Linked DNA regions of Mus musculus: regions 2, 3 and 4 are each linked to region 1. Evidence: chromatin contacts called from public Hi-C and promoter capture Hi-C data. All regions are on one chromosome and are shown on one strand. The core of a region is the stretch at or near the end of the contact, and the rest is flanking DNA. Distances in the headings are between cores, read along the strand shown. Region 1 holds the start of Zbtb44 (zinc finger and BTB domain containing 44). Region 2 holds the start of Pus3 (pseudouridine synthase 3). Region 3 holds the start of Acad8 (acyl-Coenzyme A dehydrogenase family, member 8). Region 4 holds the start of Vps26b (VPS26 retromer complex component B).

Region 1 (3,257 bases), core at 331-2,830:
CTGGTATCTATGTTCACTGCATTTTCCCTGACAACTTCTGTGAAACTGAAAACTTCCAGGCCATAAAAGAAATTTATATTACTACTGAGAAGTACAGCGGAAAAAGCCATCTTACCCAGGAATGTCTCTGGGTTCAATTGTCAATTGGGCAACCTGGGGCAAGTTACAATTAATATTACTAAGTTTCTGTCAATTCTATAAAACTCAAAAGTAACTATATCACCAGGTTCTAAGAATAAGACTATAGCTCTAACAAAGCAAAGCATTGTTGCACAAAGTAAGTAAACCTGGTTTTTGTAATTAATAAATACAAATCATCACAAAATACAAATGGATTAAGAAAACACTCCTTTTTATATTCCATGGGGAGAACTACAAAGACATAAACGAATATTATAAATCAACTGGAAATCAAAGTAAATAGGAACAAAAAAATCAAGATCTATGTAGTACTTTTTAAATCAAGAATTACCAAAAAGGCAAAAGGAAATATCAAATCTTTATCCAGCCTCTGTTGTCTATTATATGGTATAGTTCGCTTTGGGTATTAACTTATCTCTGCAAAAAAATGCTAATAAGCGGAAGTTGAGAATTTTTCTGAAAACACACATTCAACAGATTAGTATGCTTATATGCTTAAAAAAGTAGTTTTGGTCTTAATTTCTGTAAGTTCCGTGAAAGTACGTAAACATCGCGGTTTTCAATAGATTCTGGTTAAGGTTTACAAAAACCAAACTGATGCGATTTCCTTTAATCAGTTGTAACTTAGTTGTCATTTCACTTGCAGGTAACCCCTAGCTTTTTGTTAGGCCGACAGTAAAAAGACCAGCTACAGAGTGATCCTCAGGTAGGTGGGAGGGGGTTAGAAGTGTTTGCATTCTCTATTTCTTTTTAAGAAAAGTGCCGTTCCGACGCGGGCGAGTAGGGCAGCCTGGGAGAGGAAGGAATAAACAAGTCTAGGGCTCGCGCGTAGACCAGGTGAGCGGGTAATAAATGGCCCGGCAGCACAGCATTTGTTATTGGGCGGATTTTCTGGCCGATAGGCTCCCCTGGAAGATCTGGGTGACGGCTTCAGGTCCGCTGGGACCAAGGCCAGTCCCCCTCTAAGGATTAATCGCCAATGAGGGGGACCCTGTGGGTGCCTCCCAGCACGAATCAGGGTGACAAACCAGGTTTCCTCTCCCTCCCGCGTCCAGGTGGGTGACAAGTGGTGTCAGTCCCCAGGCCGGCCCGCCGTCTCCCCACTGGCCCTCCCCTCCCGTTACCTGCGGGCGGCGGTGCCGAGGCCCGGAGGCCTGCAACTGCTCCTCCTCTTCCCCGCCAGGCTGGGGCGGCGAGGTGGCGGTGGCTGTGGCGGTGGCGGAGGCAGCGGCGGTGGCGGCAACCCGGGGGGAGGGGGCGGAGCGCGCGACTGGCTCCTCTCCTCCCCCGGGAGGCTCAGGGGACCCTATCTCGGGCCGCCGCTCCTAGGCCAGTGTGCAGCCTGGGACTGGGCGCGCATGGCGGCGCCACTCACCCGCGTGGCCGCGAGGTGCGAGAGTGCGAGGCGCGAGGAGAGCGCCGGGCGCCCGTGGGCCTGAGGGGAGGAGCGAGGGGCCCAGCCCGCTGCGCACGGACGGCCGTTGGGGGCGGTTGGTCGAGGGCGGCCGAAGGCTCGCTCGCGCTGGCCGCGGCGGGGCGGGGTGGGGAAGGGGAAAGGGACTGAGGGGAGAGGACGGGAGGCTGGGAGGGAGCCGCCGCAGCGCGCGTGCGGGCGTGCGGGCGGGCGGGCGCCGCCGTAGCCGCTCGTTTCACTCCAGCCTGTTTGGGGGCACTTTGTTTGTGTCCCACAATGCTCCGCGCGGCCGGCCGGCCCGGCCTAGGGAGAGGGAGGGGCGGGGCCGCGCTGGAGGCGGTGCGCGGCTATTGCGCAAGCGTAGTGCGAGCTGTCCTTCGCCGGTGGTGCAAGCCAGACGCTGAAGCACAGCGGGCCTTGACCCAGTCTGTGTGCACTTGTCTGTGAGCTTCGTATGCATAAGCGCCATGAGGCCTGTCGGGTTGTCGTCCCGTAGCTGTGGTCTGGTCCTGCGCCGAAGGAAGCCAGCGTTAGGATGATTTGCTTTTCTTGGAGCTAAAAACCGAAAGAAACTCTCTTCCCCGGGTGGTTTCTGTAGCAGCAAAGCACTCCAGCATTTCCCGGTCGGGAAAGGAATCTGGGTGGTGTGGCCATTTTTCACACGTGGAAACTGAGGCCTATTAGGGCGTGGCCACGAGGGCCTCTGAGAATCTGGCGAGCTCCCCTGCTTTCTCCCCGATGATCAGCGATCCCCCGCAAGGGTTACTACCGAGCGTCTTGACAGGTCTAGCAGCCTTGTCGTACTTTGAGGTTGCCATAGCATTTTTCTGATTACCATGGCAGGAAGTGCAGTTCTGAGCAGACCAGAAAAAAAAATTGGCTCCCATGTCTTTTTTCTTTCCCCAACACAGACTGGCTTCTAAAACCTAAAGCAACTGTGAACTATTCCTTCCCTTACGGTGAATCCCGTTCTAGTACACAGTCTCGCCCTTGGGGAAGGGAATGTGTGGATCACCGAAAATTGACTGTTCTTCTCTAGAGGGTTACTGTCTGAGTTTCGGTCGCTGTAAAGTCTGCCTGTAGGATAAAATACCCTAAGGTGTGGCTACCTCGGACCTCAGGGAATCAGACCTGGCGATTGGGGGCACTGGGGGCGGAGTGGGTATTCCTGGAGGCAAGTGGGATTGCGCCCCAGAAGAGGAGAAGGGCAGGATACCAGTCAAGACCGCTGCAATTTGGGTGCTGGGCATGCTATGTACCTACACCTCCAGTTTTTAAACCGAAAGACTTCTTTGTGCAAGGTAGGTTGATCTCCCAGCTGCATTAGACACTTGGCTGCCTCTGACTTAAACCACCCTCTACCAGAGCACCCAAAGCGATGAAATTTTTCAAAATAATGTCAACAAAATCAAAGTCTATGCTCCAACAAATTTTCAAGAGTTAGAAAGTATTTAATCCTTGACAACCTAATCTACAACTTTCTTAATATTATTCTATCAAGTTTTTATTATTCCATTTCAGTGATGAGCAACATCAGAAAACAAATCGGGCCTGGCTTTACAGTGAGATTTGAAGAATCTTACTAACTACGGAGGCGCCTGAGCTAAAAAGGCCCTTGGTAGAGTGTGTACTGAAAACATATGTCATGGAAAAACAAGGGGAGAAGAATCTAGTGGGAATAAAGTAGACAAATAAAGCCTGT
Region 2 (3,257 bases), core at 310-2,809, 4.5 Mb before region 1:
AGATTATTTTTAAAGTCATGACTCCCAAGACTCTTGGCCCAGTACTGTTTGCTCCAGCACACTAGGTTTATAAGTGAAATTCAGAAGGTTGGCAGATACAGTGTGGGGGTAACCAAATACCCACAAAGGGAATTCCTGGGCGCACCAAGCTTTCACCCTAAAATAGCACGCCCTAAATGTACGAAACTTCTTTAAATGTTTAAATGTATATGGCGAGGGTACACATTTCCTTTGTAATAAAGGGTTTGAGACGCGCTACGACCATTAATCAACTCTGAAAAGAATTGTGTAAAACAAAACCCAAAGTTTCCCGCCACCCCTTCCTTCCATAGCATAATTAATGGGCTTCCACTGTTCATATTTGAGCAATTTTGATGTAGTAGAGGCCCTCTAAACTAGTTACAGACTCTAAGCCCCGCCGATGGGATTTCCTAGCTGCTAGAAGTTCCAGGCACGACACGATATGCGTTGTCCTAAGTCCCATTTCATACACCAAGGCCTTCTTAAACACTTAAATACCAGGGCAGAAGGTAGCAGTTCAGCCTCCATCTGTTCATTCCTCTCTAGAACTCAAAGATGCCCAACTCAGAGTTTAACTCACCTTCCGGTCCTCAGTAGGCGGCCATGCGGCTAGCCGGAAGCTATGGCTTTCCGTCTTCAGTAAGCATGCGCGGCTTCACCAAGCGTGCGCCGACGGTTCTGGGAAATGTAGTTCGGAAGGCACGGTGTGGGCTTTTAGCCGAAGCCCACCGCATGCGCAGGTTTCTGATGCAGCTTCCTCTTTACCGCAAGCCAATACGAGAAATATAGTCTGGTCTAAAATGAGAAAAAAAGATTTTCAAATGCTGGCTATCCTATATGAAAACTAAGAGATTGAAGATCCTGTCCCAACATCGTTTAATTAACAGAAATTTAACCTTGAGAGTCGAAACATTTACTACTAGAATGTAAATGTAAGGGTTAAAGGGAAATGCTTTGACCTGAAAACACTGAAAGATTGCGACAGAACAGGGCCAAGGAATTCTGCTTCAGCACCACGGAGAGATCATGGCTCCAGTTTTGAGTTTCTGCTTTTGACAATTATAGAAATGTTGCCCCAAGTCTTAAAATTCCAGTCAGAAAACTGAAAATCCTGGTTCTTTGGTCCAAACTTAGCATAAGGTTGGACCAAAGAGCTACCCCAGAGCTGTGCAATACATGTCATAGATATAGATAGTGGTGGTCCAGATTGCTTTAAAAGGAGACCCCTCCTTAGAATAAAAATTAAAATATGCGTGTATGTGGGCACATCACAGGTATCCTGGACACATGTCCGCACTTGAGTTCTGTTTTCCTTCTGAACCTCTGGTCAAGCCCATCTCTCCCTCCACTGTGCAACCTCACACCTGGTGATGCCCAAGCGGGGCTGTCGGGAGAGATACCCGCACGAGAGCCTGCAGCGCGGTGTGTGTACCGCCTCCGTGCCCACTTTCTCTCTGCTGTGCGGATGGCCGGCTGGTCAAACGGAAAGCTCGCGGGTGTCCCGCACAGCTGCGCCCCGCACCTCTCTCCCTCCGCCCGCCCCGCGCCGGGCCCGCGCCTGCGCACTGCGCCGCGCCACGGGTGGTCGCGAGGCGGACGCCGGTCCCGGAGCCTGACCATTGGCCACTGAGCCGAGCCGGCGCTGCCCCGCGCGGGGGTGGCAGCACGTGCCAGGGGCGAGAGCGGAGACCGCAGCTATGGCGTCGTTACTTTGGGGAGGCGACGCCGGGGCGGCGGAGAGCGAGCGGCTGAACAGCCACGTAACTGCCGCTGAGCAGGGGAGGGCCCAGGGGCGGGGGCTAGAACAGGGACTCCCGAGGGAAGTCCCCTGGGAAGGGGAGCGCCCGGCCGGCGTTTAGAGCGGGGTGTCAAGTGATGGGGGGTGTCAAGTGATGGGGGGCTGGGCTGGAAAGGCCACAGAAAAGGAGACTCCCAGAAAGGACCGACCTTTGATTTGAAAGGGCAGAGACCCCCTCAGGAAATACAGAGAGAGTGCGCAGCTGCTAGTCCTATCTGTACTGAGTTTTCTCCTATCCTGGTTTTGACCATTTAGCAGGCTTCTCATCTTCATAGCCACCTTCCCCTTGTAGTTGTAAACCACCCATCACCCAGATGCTGCCCATATTCAAACTAAGAGCCCTTATAAAGAGAGACTATGGAAGCCCCCATTCTATTATATGAGAATTCATACAATTACACAGATTCTTATAATGAAATCATTAACCCTTAACATTGCAAAGGAAGCAGTTTGAGGTGGTCTTCCCTCCCCTTGCTGTAGGATAGCGCCATGCTTCTTGCTTGATGTCCTGCTTCCTAACCTTGGTTGAATTTTGTGCCTTTCAATAGTTTTCAAATCTCGTCCATCCCAGGAAGAACCTTCGTGGTATTAGGAGTACCACAGTCCCAAACATAGGTGAGTGTTGTTAGGCTAAAGCAAGACTGGCTTAATTAACACCTTTGCTTTCCCCATGTATCTGCCATGAAATAGCTTTGGCTTCCTTCCTCTCCACTGAAAATCCTCCACCTCCTCAGGCACATCGCTTTACTCTTGCAGGAGATGGCTCTGTTTGCATACACTGTAGCGTCTGTGAGACGTTCTGAGAATGCATTGTATGTTTCCACTCAACATTTTTCTTTATGCTTCTTATTTTCCCTTTTACCCTCATAGACGGCTCTCTTAACACGGAAGATGATGATGATGATGAAGACGATGTAGGTAGGAGACAAGCTCGACTGAATGTACCTATTAGCTCTGCTGCTTGGTTTACCATCGCTTTGACTGTGCTAAAAGGATTAATTTCCTTGGGAAAGCACTATCTTTGTTTTCTTTTTGAATGAATACTATGGGGGGGGAGTACTGAATTAGGAGGGGGGTGCATTCCTTTAGACTACGTTGAAATGAAAACTGCAAGGTGTAGATTAAGAATTTTCGGTTTGGCTAGGAAGATATTGCAATTAGATGTCGGTCTGCACGTGGTCAAGGGTTTGCACAACAGAGCATAAGAAACTGGGTCTTGGTAAAAGGAGGGAATCCTCGGTGCTGTGGCATTCCTTCTCGGACTTCCTTTTGTCAGGAAGATGAGAACAAGCTGCTGTTGGTTGATATGTACTGTTGCTCAGTAGGAGATAACAGTTAATTAGCTGTCATCCGGGAGGTTTGATGTCCTCTTGTGATTTTGCCTTTTTTTTTTTTTAGTGGATTTGGCAGCCAATTCACTCTTAAACAAGCTAATCCG
Region 3 (3,257 bases), core at 493-2,992, 4.0 Mb after region 1:
AGGCCAGACTAGGCTACAGGCTCACAACAGGAAAGGGGCTTAACATAAAATTGAGCAAGCATTAAGAGGCCAGACATTGTGTCAGTAGGTAAAGGCACTTCCAAGCCAAAAGACCTGACTTTATCCCCTCAGGCACATATGATAAAAGAATCCCCTCCACGGCACCAGCATCAGGGCCAGGGCACACACATGTAAAACCTGATAAAACACAAGATAAGGACCACAGAGAAGCCCTAGAGCATTAGGCTTGTAAGCATAGCTGCAATAAGTTTCTTAACAGCTATGTCTAGCATTTTGGTAGCCTCTGAAGTCACATTGTTCAGGAAATTTAAGGGTAAGTCTAAATGGTTTTGGTGATGTAAGAAACCTATAACCAAAGCACTTGGGAGTGGGGACAGAAAGATCAGGAATTCAGGTCATCCTCAGATGCTTAGCAATTCCAAATTGACAGGCTGATAAGATAAAGACCTAGGAAAAGAAAACTGTGTGTGTGAAAGGTGGGGTCTCCTGTGGTCCAGGCTGGCCTCAAACTCTACACGTAGTCAAGGAAGATCTTGAATCCTGATCTCCCTCTGATTTCTAGCTTTCAGCTTTTTTACATTTCACATGAAATCATGCATGCCTTTCTGTGCCTGGCTTATTGCATTCAATGATAAAAGCAAAGGGTTGGCGAGGTGGCTTAGTTGGAAAAGGCATTTTTTTTTTTTTTTCAAAGCCTAAGGACCTGAGTTCAATCCCTGAGATTCGCACAGTGGAATCGGGGGATTGATTCCTTCAAGTTATCCTCTGATCAGTGTGTGTGTGTGTTCCCACATACTGTACAAAAGTAAATAAATGTAATTTTTAAAGAAGTCTCTTTTCACCTATGCTGTCAAGGTTACACACACACACACACACACACACACACACACACTTTGGAGAGAGGGCCCTGCTTATGTAGTACTCATGTAGTACCAGGCTGGTCTTAAACCCAAGGCAATTCTACAGCCTCAGTCTCCCACATGCGTGGGCCACCACAGTTCCGTATATGTATGCAGTGCTTCATTGCACTATTCTTTGATTGGACAAATAAGTGGAAGGGACTGAAAGTGGAAGTTCTGGCAGAAAGAGTAAAGAAGACGATAAGCAACAACCCCCAAAGTCTCCAAACCAGGGAGTGGAAAAAGGAAATAAAGCACGCCCTACAAGACCACGTTCTTTACCTGCTGCCTTTTGCAGCGTCGGTTCAACTCACCTGGACCAGCAGTCCCAGTCTGCCTCTTGCGGGGTCTCGGCATGGCCTCTCTGTAGGAGGCTGAAGCTAACCGGACGGGTAAGAAACAGCTCTTGTCTTCTAAAACCTGCATGGTGCAAGATGGAGGCAAGAAAGCATACAGGGCCTGGGACTTATGAAGAAAAGTCATGATTAAACCATTCTAATCCCTCTCTCGTTATCTGCGCCCTTTCCTTCTCTCCTAATCTACCTCTAAACTCTCCTGAGTCCCTCCCTAATTCGGCTTTACCCACCACCATTCATTCAACGCACCACCCAAACGCCTTGAAGCACTGCCAGGCTAATCTTCTGGGAGCCTTGAGGCGACTGGCGTGCCCGGACAGGCTTAGTAGAAGACGCGTCTCAGAGGCGCCGCCCCCACGATCTCTGGGAACTGTAGTTTCAGAACGCCAGTAGTCCTATTGGAGCCCGCGCTTCAAGGGCTTAATGGACTACAACTCCCAGAGTATCAGGGGGGCGGGGCGGGAACGGCTAGTTCTGGCCTGGGCTAAGAGGCCTGGGGTCTGAGATTCGAAGTTTACATGGCGATGTTGCGGTCCGGATACAGGCGCTTTGGCTGTCTGCGCGCGGCACTCAAGTCCCTGGCTCAGACCCACCACCGGAGCATCACCTTCTGCATCGATCGTAAGGCTCATCTAGGCGAGGGGAGAGTGGGTCTTCGGTGGGCATCTGTGCCCGCCCGAGTTCCCAGCGCTTTGGTGGCTCTCGGGCTTCGCCTGACACCGATCCCTCTCGGGTCCCTTGACGGACTCACTTCATCCTCTGACTCTGCCCGTCTGGGACCCACTTCTCTCTCCCCGACCAGTCCTGTTTCACGAACTGGCTTCCTCCCATAACTCAGGATCTACTCTCGGGACCAGCTCTTAATGGTCCCTGTGACCAGCGCTCAGTCCAGTCCAGTTGCCTGTCCCCCGACCCCGCCAATGCTTTTCAAAGACGAAGGAACGTGTGACTTTGGCAATAGATTTCCAAGGTAGAAAGAGCTAAGTATATGAGCGCTGGTAGAGATAGTTGAAAAGCTCCAGGTTATACCGTATGTTTTGCTCACAAGTATAGATTTCGTAAAAACACTCATACTGTAGAAACTGCTGCAGGAAAAAGAAAGATAACCGCAATTGAGAAACCCTATCTGAGATTACAAACTGATTGTTTAAAAACCTGGCAGAAAACTTGCATGTAACTGGGAGTGTTTGCCACCCATGCAAACCAAGCCAAATATTTAGATTTGTCAATCACTTTAAATACCAAACTAAAAACCAGAACCACCTTTTCTTCTGAAACAGTTTTTAAAATAATTCTAAATTTTATTTTAAATAAGAATCTATTATTTATGGCCTTATGGCTTTGAAAATTGAGAACAGAGTTATAAAGTACATGGAGGCATAGACTGGTTTTTTGTTTGTTTGTTTTTGTTTTGTTTTTTGTAGAAAACCAGTTTTAAGAGTTACTGCCCTACTTAGGCACCTAAAATTGGGTAAACAAAGTAGCGTGGTTTGGTACTAAAGTTAGGAAAGAGTCTGTCCCAGTAACAGATTTACGTTATTGATTGTTGTTTTGACCTGGGCAACTAAGATGTGTGAGACAGGCTTTATTTGTGCAACTGTGACACTTCTGGAGCTAGCTTTGTAGACCAGGCTGGCCTTAAACTCAGGAGAGATCACTGGTGCCTATCTCCCAAGCCTTGGCTGTACCACCAGAGTTCAGCTTGCTCTCTTTCACTGTTTTTAACGAAGTGTTGGAGTTGGGGATCTAGCTCAGTCAGCTTGAATGCTTGCCTAATGTTTTCATTCATGCAGCCCTGGGTTCCAACCCCAGTATTGACTCGGCCTGCCAGACCTGCCATGGCATATGACTCTAATTCCAGCACTTGTGATGAGGAGGCTGGAGGATCAGGGTCCAGCCTCAAGTTACATACAAAGATGAAGGCCAACCTGGACTACATGAGATCCTGTCTTAACAACAAAAAATTATTTTTGAGTTGTTC
Region 4 (3,257 bases), core at 382-2,881, 4.0 Mb after region 1:
ATTTCCACACTGCTGTTCATCACCAAAGGAAGTCAGGACTGGAACCCAAGCAAGTCAAAAAGCAGGAGCTGATGCAGAGGCCATGGAGGGATGTTCTTTACTGGCTTGCTTCTCCTGGCTTGCTCAGCCTGCTCTCTTATAGAACCAAGACTACCAGCCCAGAGATGACACCACCCATAAGGGGACCTCCCCACTTTATCACTAATTGAGAAAATGCCTTACAATTGGATCTCATGGAGGCATTTTCCCAACTGAGACTCCTTTCTCTGTGATAACTCCAGCCTGTGTCAAGCTGACACACAAAACCAGCCGGTACAAGAACCATCTAGCTGAATTTATGATCACAAATTCTAAGAAAAAAAAAATCAACCTGAACATTGAGATTGTCTGTTTAAAACCACCTGGGGAATAGACTTAGGACTCCAGCAAGACTAGGTAGAACAAAGGTGACAGATGGAGATAACTGAGGCACTAGCACTATTAAAGGCCAATTATTAGCTTTTCATGTTGCTGCTGCTATTGTTATTATCACTGAGACACTCCTATTATTATTGTTTTATTATTATTATTATTGAGACTGGTTTAAATTCATTTGTGTGGCCCAGGATGGTCTTGAACTCATGGCAATCCTCCAGCCTCGACCTCCCGCATGCTAGAACAGTTTAGCTCTCTTTTCTACCAATTACTCGTCTGGACTCAGATCCCACCGTAAGTTTGGCTGGCCTTCACCCGGGCAGATTGTCACAATCCTGGGGCTCACGGTCAGTGCAGAGACCAGGGCTTCCCCTTCCCCCACCCCTACCCCTACCCTCACCGAGACGCAAGCTTGGATACATTAGGCGGAACAAAACACCCCAAGCCCCGAACCCAGAACCCGCGGCTGCGTTTCCTCACCGAGGCTGAGACCCAGCGGACACCAAGGCTGCAAGTTTTCTCCAAGATCCTGCAGCGCCATTCCGACCGTGGACGTACCGGCTCGCCGTCGCTCCCGCGCGCGCTCTGAGACGTTTTGGCGGACCAGTCACAACGTTCGGGATTTACAATCGACCAATCACCGCGCTGAGCCGTGTTCGTAACCCAAGCCAATGGGCTGGGTCGCCCACTGCGTGCGCATAAGTGGGCGGGGCAAAGACTGGAAGTTAAACAAGGCTAGCGAGGACTTTTTCTTTTTCCCTTAGCATTCCAGTTAATGTTGGGGTCAGGACGTCACTAGTGTTTTTCTTACCGTCATATCGTTCTTACACGGCAGGGAACCTAGAGGCCAGCGGGGACAGCATACTTCCTGTAGTAGCGGTCACATTTGCCCCTTCCGGTGACACTGAGCGTGCATGGGAAAGGCACCTCATCCCGTCAGACAGCACGCAAGCGTTGCTCGTATTCAAATGTGAAGAGTAGCCTGGCGTTTATCAGGCTAAGAAGGAAGAGAAATGCAACCGGAATATTACAAGGAGGCACTTGCAGTGCTAGGACTTGACGGAACATCTGGGCCCGAGTTCTACTGGAGAGAGGCCAGAGCCGCCATGTAAACAAAGCGCCCTTTGGCACTGCACATGCGCAGATGAGCGCACCCCTTGACGGCCTGGAGGGGGTAGGGAAAGCGAGGGGGGGGGGGGGGAGAGAAGACGTGCGCGTGCGCGTGGCATCATCTTCGCATCCGGGCCGGAGTTCTCCTGCCCCTTCCCCCGCCCGGCGCCGCCGTAGCACTTCGGTGCGTTACGCCGCGGGAGTCCAGGCAGTTCTGTGTGTGCGGCTGGGCGCTGGACCCCACCCGGTGGGCGACGAGACGCGCGTGCTTGGCGCCTTTCCTCCCAGGGCCCTAGTCGCTGCACCGCCAGGATCTGCGTTGGTACTGTGTCTGGCCTCTCGGTGCATCGCTGCTCTGGGCGCCGCAACCCGCAGCCGACCTCCTTCCTCCGCCCTGCCTCACCCCAGGGGCGCAGGCCATCGGCGATCGCCCACCGCCCAGCTCAGAGCGAGCGGGGCTGCGGTGCAGCGTCCAGCGCGTTCCCGCAGCCGGCCCTCCGGCCTGCCTTCCCCGAAGGCAGCTCGCGCCTGGGAGGGAGGGAGCAGTCTGTGCCGACACCGGCGCGGCCAGGCGGGGAGATGAGCTTCTTCGGCTTCGGGCAGAGCGTGGAGGTGGAAATCTTGCTGAATGATGCGGAGAGTAGGAAGCGAGCGGAGCACAAGACTGAGGACGGGAAGAAGGAGAAATATTTCCTCTTCTACGACGGGGAAACCGTCTCGGGGAAAGTGAGCCTATCACTGAAGAACCCCAACAAGCGACTAGAGCACCAGGGCATCAAGATCGAGTTCATTGGGCAGATCGGTGAGTCTATTCCCTGGGACCTTCCCAAAACCGGGACGTCAGCCTGCCCCTGGACTCGAGTGTGGGACGGGCTGGGAGCAGAGATTTTCAGTGCCCAGCTCCTGCGAGGCCTGCGACAGGTTCTTTTCAACTGTAATCTAAAGCCTGAGATTCACCCACGAGTCCCGCCCGTGGGCGACTCCCCCATGCATTCATTACCTTCTTCCGTGCCAAAAGTGACAGCGTGCTGCTGGGGAGGTGGGGACAGCCTAGATAGGGTAGGGAGCCCTCTGCTGTATGGTCGGATGCTCACCTGGTGCTTGGATATCCCCATTGTCTCTGCAGTATGCTTCCAGCTTTGCTTCTAGTAACCGGGATTTCATAGTGTGGTAGACAGTATCCTGCAGGTGGGTTTGACAGCTACAGCTGTCAGATCCAATCCAAAGTTAAGCAGTGACCCCACCCACCTATCCATCATCCCTCCTCCCCCTTTAAAATACAGTGCAGTGGACCGGGCTCATAAATTCCGTCTATCTATCTCACCTCCATTCTGTATTACATTGCATGTGCATGTTTTGAATACCTGTAACCTGCCTCTTTCTGACTGCCTCTATTTCTCAAACTTCCTTAGTACCATGCTGGTATTTAGTTGTCTGATTTTCTCCTTAAAGTCAAAGAAGTGATGCTGCAAAGACTATAATTAAATGATCAAAAATTTGCAGTGCTCAATAGTCACCTTCAAATATTGTTAGTTCTAATAGAACTAGATAGACAAGGGAAGGCGGTAAAACAAAATATTTGGGGAGCCAGGTGAGAGGTGAGTTTGGTGGCACATGCCTTAAATTGCAGCACTTGGGAGGCTGAGACAGGTAGATCTCTGAGTTGAAGGCCAGCCTGGTTCACATAGTGAGTTCTAGGCCAGCTGCCATTGCATAGTGAGACCCTGTTTCAA

What was found. Hi-C and Micro-C count contacts between places; a contact is called where the count stands out from the background. Capture Hi-C pulls out chosen DNA fragments and counts their contacts.
Region 2: a contact with region 1 is called in a promoter capture Hi-C map of liver, with 3 times the contacts expected there. The contact joins the promoter of Pus3 here to the promoter of Zbtb44 in region 1. A contact is called at or near these places in 1 of 39 promoter capture datasets (pre-B cells), 1 of 484 Hi-C or Micro-C datasets (CD4 T cells) and 1 of 9 other capture datasets (liver).
Region 3: a contact with region 1 is called in a Hi-C map of B cells, with 5 read pairs. The contact joins the promoter of Acad8 here to the promoter of Zbtb44 in region 1. A contact is called at or near these places in 1 of 39 promoter capture datasets (cranial neural crest) and 2 of 484 Hi-C or Micro-C datasets (B cells and regulatory T cells).
Region 4: a contact with region 1 is called in a Hi-C map of CD4 T cells, with 5 times the contacts expected there. The contact joins the promoter of Vps26b here to the promoter of Zbtb44 in region 1. A contact is called at or near these places in 1 of 39 promoter capture datasets (pre-B cells) and 1 of 484 Hi-C or Micro-C datasets (CD4 T cells).

What each region holds. Positions count from the first base shown.
Region 1 is chr9:31,028,967-31,032,223 of GRCm38.p6, reverse strand. Zbtb44 (zinc finger and BTB domain containing 44) reads right to left here and starts at 1,580. Exons shown (of 6, transcript NM_001115130.1): 1 at 1,266-1,580.
Region 2 is chr9:35,556,862-35,560,118 of GRCm38.p6, reverse strand. It overlaps Pus3 (pseudouridine synthase 3), which reads right to left and starts at 1,559. Exons shown (of 5, transcript NM_023292.5): 1 at 1,386-1,559; 2 at 602-816. Ddx25 (DEAD box helicase 25) reads left to right here and starts at 1,649. Exons shown (of 12, transcript NM_013932.4): 1 at 1,649-1,781; 2 at 2,368-2,434; 3 at 2,690-2,737; 4 at 3,218-3,257. The coding sequence starts at 1,719.
Region 3 is chr9:26,998,034-27,001,290 of GRCm38.p6, reverse strand. It overlaps Acad8 (acyl-Coenzyme A dehydrogenase family, member 8), which reads left to right and starts at 1,742. Exons shown (of 11, transcript NM_025862.2): 1 at 1,742-1,897. The coding sequence starts at 1,795. It overlaps Thyn1 (thymocyte nuclear protein 1), which reads right to left and starts at 1,614. Exons shown (of 8, transcript NM_144543.2): 1 at 1,526-1,614; 2 at 1,235-1,340. The coding sequence starts at 1,277.
Region 4 is chr9:27,028,468-27,031,724 of GRCm38.p6, reverse strand. It overlaps Vps26b (VPS26 retromer complex component B), which reads left to right and starts at 1,631. Exons shown (of 6, transcript NM_178027.4): 1 at 1,631-2,326. The coding sequence starts at 2,104. Ncapd3 (non-SMC condensin II complex, subunit D3) reads right to left here and starts at 1,560. Exons shown (of 36, transcript NM_178113.4): 1 at 1,226-1,560; 2 at 895-1,102. The coding sequence starts at 955.